Regions from separate parts of the Bos taurus genome. Here region 1 is linked to region 2. The links are chromatin contacts, called in public Hi-C maps. All regions are on one chromosome and are shown on one strand. The core of a region is the stretch at or near the end of the contact, and the rest is flanking DNA. Distances in the headings are between cores, read along the strand shown. Region 1 holds the start of FBXO7 (F-box protein 7). Region 2 holds the start of PWP1 (PWP1 homolog, endonuclein).

Region 1 (2,700 bases), core at 75-2,574, 170 kb before region 2:
CTTTTGAAGAATTCACCTAAAAAGCCCCAGTGAACACCTCTTGTATTTTTTCTCAGCACAAATTCCAAATTCGCTAGCTCAGTATTTGAAGAGGACCACCCTCACTTTTGTCCCTCTACTCCCAGGTTATGGTCTCCAGGATACCCAGGACAGCCTCATCTGCAACCCCATAAATTCAGAATTTGATCCATTATTTCTCAACGTCACTGTCCCCAAACTGCAAGCTCTCCAGGGTCATCATAAGGCCAATGTTTACCATAGATTGCATTAAAAAAAAAAAAAAGCAACATCTTGCCCAGGAAAATATTATTATTTGAAACAGACCGAAATGCTGCACTTTGCAAAACTTTCCAGCGGGGAAGTCAAAGTGCCCACAGCCGCGCCTGGCAGGTAAACACTTAACGGAGTTTTTAAGCGGACTGCAGGCTGGCAGTCTGAAAGCGGTACAGGTTACAGGTGGCCTCTTATCTCCATACGAGATACGAAGCAGGTTTTTAACTCCTAACACTTTACAAACTTTTTCACTGAAATATTCCGACAGCTGGAGATGGTGAACTTAAATCCCTGAAAGCCTGAAGAGGTTTAACCTAAGCCTAACCCGTAATTTCCCAGCTCACATCTCAAAAGACTCGAGAATTTTGCATCTTAGCCTCTCCCTGGGTTAGTTTACTGCAAACACGGAAGCGAAGGCTCACCCTGGATGAGCTCGGAGCCCTCGGGACGCCGGGCCATGACCTCTAGGAGCCGGGACCCCGCGAGCTGCAACCCTCGTTCCCGCTTCCCGCCTGGCCCGCGCGCATCACAGTCCCGGGGTGCTGGCCCCGCCCGCTAGCCGCCCCGCCTCACGTGACCGCCCGGCGCGGGCCCGCGCCACTGGGCGCTCCTCCCCGCCCCACCGCCCCCCCCACCCCGCCTCTCCGCGGCGCCTACCTGTACCCCCAGGTGGGCAGGGCCTGGCTCAGGTACGCGCGCAGCTGCCCCAGAGTCGGCTCCACTTCTGGCATATCCAGCGGCCAGGTCCGCTTCTGAAGCCGGACCCGCAGCTTCATGGCGGCCGCGAGAGGACTCAGCGGCCCGGACCCCCGAGGCGGTGACGGTAACTGCGGAGCGGCCGGGGACCTCCCGCCTACAGCGGCCACTACCGTAGCTATGGAGATACTGAGGTGTAACCGACCGAGGACCCCGCCGAGCTGGTCTCTGGAACAGGAGCGCTCCGCCCCTTCTCTTGAGGGCGCCCCCTGGAGCCCACCGGCGAGCAGACCGCTGGAGGCCAACACGGGTCCAGGCCGCTCGGGAACTCACCATCGATGACTCGGCGCGCAACGGCGCCACCTGAGAGCGCGCTATGAGTTCTGCGCAGGCGTGGAGGCTGCCGCGGAGCGCCGGGGTCGCGGCGCTCGAGCAATGGTGTCACTTGTCTCCGCCTTTCCTAGAGAACGTTAACGCTGGAAGGGATACTGCTGCTGCTACTGCTGCTAAGTCGCTTCAGTCGTGTCCGACTCTGTGCGACCCCTGAGACGGCAGCCCACCAGGCTCTCCCGTCCCTGGGATTCTCCAGGCAAGAACACTGGAGTGGGTTGCCATTTCCTTCTCCAATGCATGAAAGTGAAAGTGAAGTCGCTCAGTCGTGTCCGACTCTTCGCGACCCCATGGACTGCAGCCTACCAGGCTCTTTCGTCCATGGGATTTTCCAGTCAAGAGTACTGGAGTGGGGTGCCATTGCCTTCTCCGGAAAGGGATGCTACAGATCAAATTACTCGCCACTCCGCAAGGCCAGGTGTCCTGGTTCTTACTCCATTTCCTCCGTGGCTCCAGCACCGTTCGCACCCATCAGCACCTTAGGTTGAACCCAGATTCTTATAGTTTCCCACGTTACAGCAAACTTAAAACAATTTGTAGGGACTTCCTGGTGGGCCAGTGGCTAAGACTCCGCGCTCCCAAAACGGGGGGCCCGGTTCAATCCATGGTAAGGGAACTAGATTCCACATGCGGCCCAGACCCAGGGCGGCCAAATAAATATTTATTAAAAAAAAAAAAAAAAAAAAAACCATTGTAGCCGGTGATCTATGTCGGAGAGTATATTGGCAACCTGTCGCTGCCTAATAATCACCCCAAAGCTTAACCGCTTAGGACAACTGACATTTTTCACACAGGTTCTGTAGATCGAAAACTTGGTCATGACTTGGCTGTTTGGTTCTGTCTTGGTCTCTCGTGAGATTACAGTCAAGATGTAGGTCAAGCAGCCTTGACCTGCAGTTATCTGAAATGTTGACTCGGGCTGGAGGATCTCAATCGCATGACTGTTGACCTTGGTTTTTTCTGTTGACGCCTTAGTTTTTCACGCCGTGGGCCTCCCCATTGGGCCGCTTGAGTGTCCCAAGGGCATGGTGTCAGTGTCCCTCACTTCCCTCAGAGCCAATGATCCCAGAGAGACCAAGGCAGAAGCCACAGTGTCTTTTATGATCTCATCTCAGAAGTCACATACCATCACTTCACTCGTTCAACCAAGACTTCAGTGTGGGAGAATCAACCCGAAGTCATGAATACCAATAGACAGGGATCACTGGGGTCCATCTGGGAGTCTAGCTACCACAGAGGGCCTGGCAATAATGACGATGATCACTTAGATGAGGAAAAGAGTATTGTCGCTTTTCATCCTTGTAAAGATAGCCATTTTCCAAATCCTAAAAAAAGAGTTGA
Region 2 (2,700 bases), core at 112-2,611:
TCCCCTTTTAACAACTCTTGGTTCCTTCAATAATTTTTAATATATTATTTCCTGTCCCCATTCTATATGCATGCTCAGTCGTGTCCGACTCTTTGCAATCGGATGGACTGTCCTCTGCCAGACTCCTATGTTCATGGGATTCTCTAGGCAAGAATACTGGAGTGGGTTGCCATGCCCTCCAGGGGGATCTTCCCACCCAGGGATAGAACCCGCCTCTCTTACGTCTCCTGCATTGGCAGGTGGGTTCTTTACCATTAGCGCCACACTGAATGCCTACCGTGTGCCAAATGCTGGGGAAACTGGAGAATAAAACAGTCTATGTCCTGGTGGAACTGGCTCAATAACCTGAAACAAACACTACCCCGCCCGTTTTTTTCCTTAACATTTATTCCCACTGACAAAGTATTATATATGCACATGTCAACTCCATAAAGGCAGGGAGGGACTTATCCTGTTTTGTTCATGCCTATCCCAGGACCCTGAACAATACTGGGAACGAGAAAGCACTTCGTTAAATATCTGTTGAATAACGTAGGTAATCTCCTCGGCTACAGACTCAGTCTCTCTTGTAGGCTTTTCCCCTTCATAAAGTGTCACCGTTTACCTCTACCCCACCGCCCGCGGCCTCATCAACATTTCATTTGCACTACTGCGAGAACTCCTAATTCAATTCTCGAGCTCACGACACCGTAGTCTCCACACCAGTTTTTCTACACCACGGTTTTCATCCAGTTCATTCCTCCCCGCCGAGGGGAGGAGGGGAAAGTGGAGTTTCGCCCCCTTTTCCCGGTTTGCCTGAAAACGCACTAGGGTGGTGGGAGACTATGTGGCGTCGTCAAGAGGTCTCGATGGAAGTTCTCAGCAAGCACCATCCCTCCTCCTTCCACGAGGTCCACATGCGTGCGAATCGCGGGGTGTGGGGTGGGTCGGGCTCGGGTGGGAAGGGACGGCGAGGAGGCGGGGCCCAAAGGGCCAGGAGTCCCAGACCCTCGTAACCACAGCCCTAGCCACGACAAACAGGCCACAGCCGGCCCCACCCCACGTCATTCCCACCAGCGGCGCCAGGGCCGCGCGTTCCGGGTCCAGGTTCCCAGGAGGCGCTGACCCAGGATGCTGCAGAGAGGCTGCTCCCCCTATACCACGGAGCGACCGGGCCTCACCTTGTCTGGCGTCTCTTTGGCCACGCCGCAGCGGACCCAAGCCACGCACGTCACCTGGCGGCTGCGGTTCATGGTCCTCGGCGCAGCGACGCCTCACGCTACAGACTTGGCCCCGGCGGGTCTGGAAACCCCCTCCGCCCTTCGGCCAGCAAGCTCCGTGAAGGCCTCCCGGCCGCAGCTTGGGGAAGAGCGCAGGCGCCGGCCACCTGGTCCTTAGGGGTCGGCGCCCGCTTCTGACGTCATTCGAAAGCGGCGAACGGGAAAGGGGTGGGGAAAGATTTGGTATCCGAGGCAGCGGGGTTAGGAGTCCACGAGGGCTAGACTGCTGTGTACGGTGGTGTGAATGGGTTTTACAAGACATCCGTGACGATGTCTGCGGGCTTCGTGGGAGTAATGAATAAATAAATTGGAACTGTAAAGGTCAGAGCCAGATTTACACCAACCTTTATTTTGCCTCCATATTCTCAGAGCTGACAATGGTAGAGGTTTTAGGTTTGTTTTTAAAAGCTTTCTCCAAAATGAACTTTTTTTTTTTTTTTTTTCCTTCTCTGGCCAGGCGGTAGGGCTTGTGGAATCTTGGTTCCCCAAGCTCAGCAGAGCAGTGAAAGCCCCAGCCTTACACAGGATGACCAGGGAATTCTAAATGAATTATTTCAAGGAGATAGTTCAGCCATTACATTTCATTACATTCTTGCATGTTACTTATGTACTAAGTACAAGGTAGTGGTTGTAGCAGCAGCAAACACAGAGTGCTTGATATATACAGGAGGCACCATTTTAAGTGCCTTATGTAAACTTGGTAACTTCTTAACCCTTTGTGGGAGATCTTAGGGGGAATACTATCCTTCCCAAGGCCACACAGCTAGCAAGTAGCTAGGATACTGTCAACTACAAATTGGCACTTACCATGGGCACTTGCTTCCCTGGTGGCTCAGACAGTAAAGAATCTGCCTACCATGCGAGAGACCTGGGTCTGATCCCTGGGTTGGGAAGATCCCCTAGAGGAGGAAATGGCAACCCACTCCAGTATTCTTGCCTGGAAAATCCCATGAACAGAGGAGCCTGGTGGGCTACAGTCCATGGGGTTGCAGAGAGACACGACTGACCAACTAACACTTTCACACACTATGGACACTTGCCATCTACCTCTACAAGAATTAAATCATGATGGGCTTCTGGAGCTGCTGACCTTCAATGCACCGTGAGACTAGTTCAGGGTGGGGAGCAGAAATGAGGCTGTGTGCTGGGGAAAAACTGGCAGGACAGTCATCAGGTAGGTAGATATTTTCAAGAGCTGATTTTCTTGGCTGTGTGACCCTGTCTTGGTCACTTGCCCTCTCTGAGTTTTCATCTCTCTTCCCTACATCTGAGACTGGCAAGCAAAACAGGAGGGTGATTGCTATGGAGAGAGTGGTGGCAAAGAAAACCAGCAGCATATGCTCTGCTCCATTTTTATTGTCAGAATGGGCTGTCCACATATGGGGTCAATTTGTGGGCAGTTTGCAACACATTTTCCTCACATACTATAGTTTGCTTGGTT

What was found. Hi-C and Micro-C count contacts between places; a contact is called where the count stands out from the background.
Region 1: a Hi-C map of skeletal muscle shows a contact between it and region 2, with 6 times the contacts expected there. The contact joins the promoter of FBXO7 here to the promoter of PWP1 in region 2. A contact is called at or near these places in 2 of 11 Hi-C or Micro-C datasets (liver and skeletal muscle).

The regions. Positions count from the first base shown.
Region 1 is chr5:71,098,477-71,101,176 of ARS-UCD2.0, reverse strand. It overlaps FBXO7 (F-box protein 7), which reads right to left and starts at 1,324. Exons shown (of 9, transcript NM_001038059.1): 1 at 931-1,324. The coding sequence starts at 1,049.
Region 2 is chr5:70,930,393-70,933,092 of ARS-UCD2.0, reverse strand. PWP1 (PWP1 homolog, endonuclein) reads right to left here and starts at 1,361. Exons shown (of 15, transcript NM_001046166.1): 1 at 1,161-1,361. The coding sequence starts at 1,232.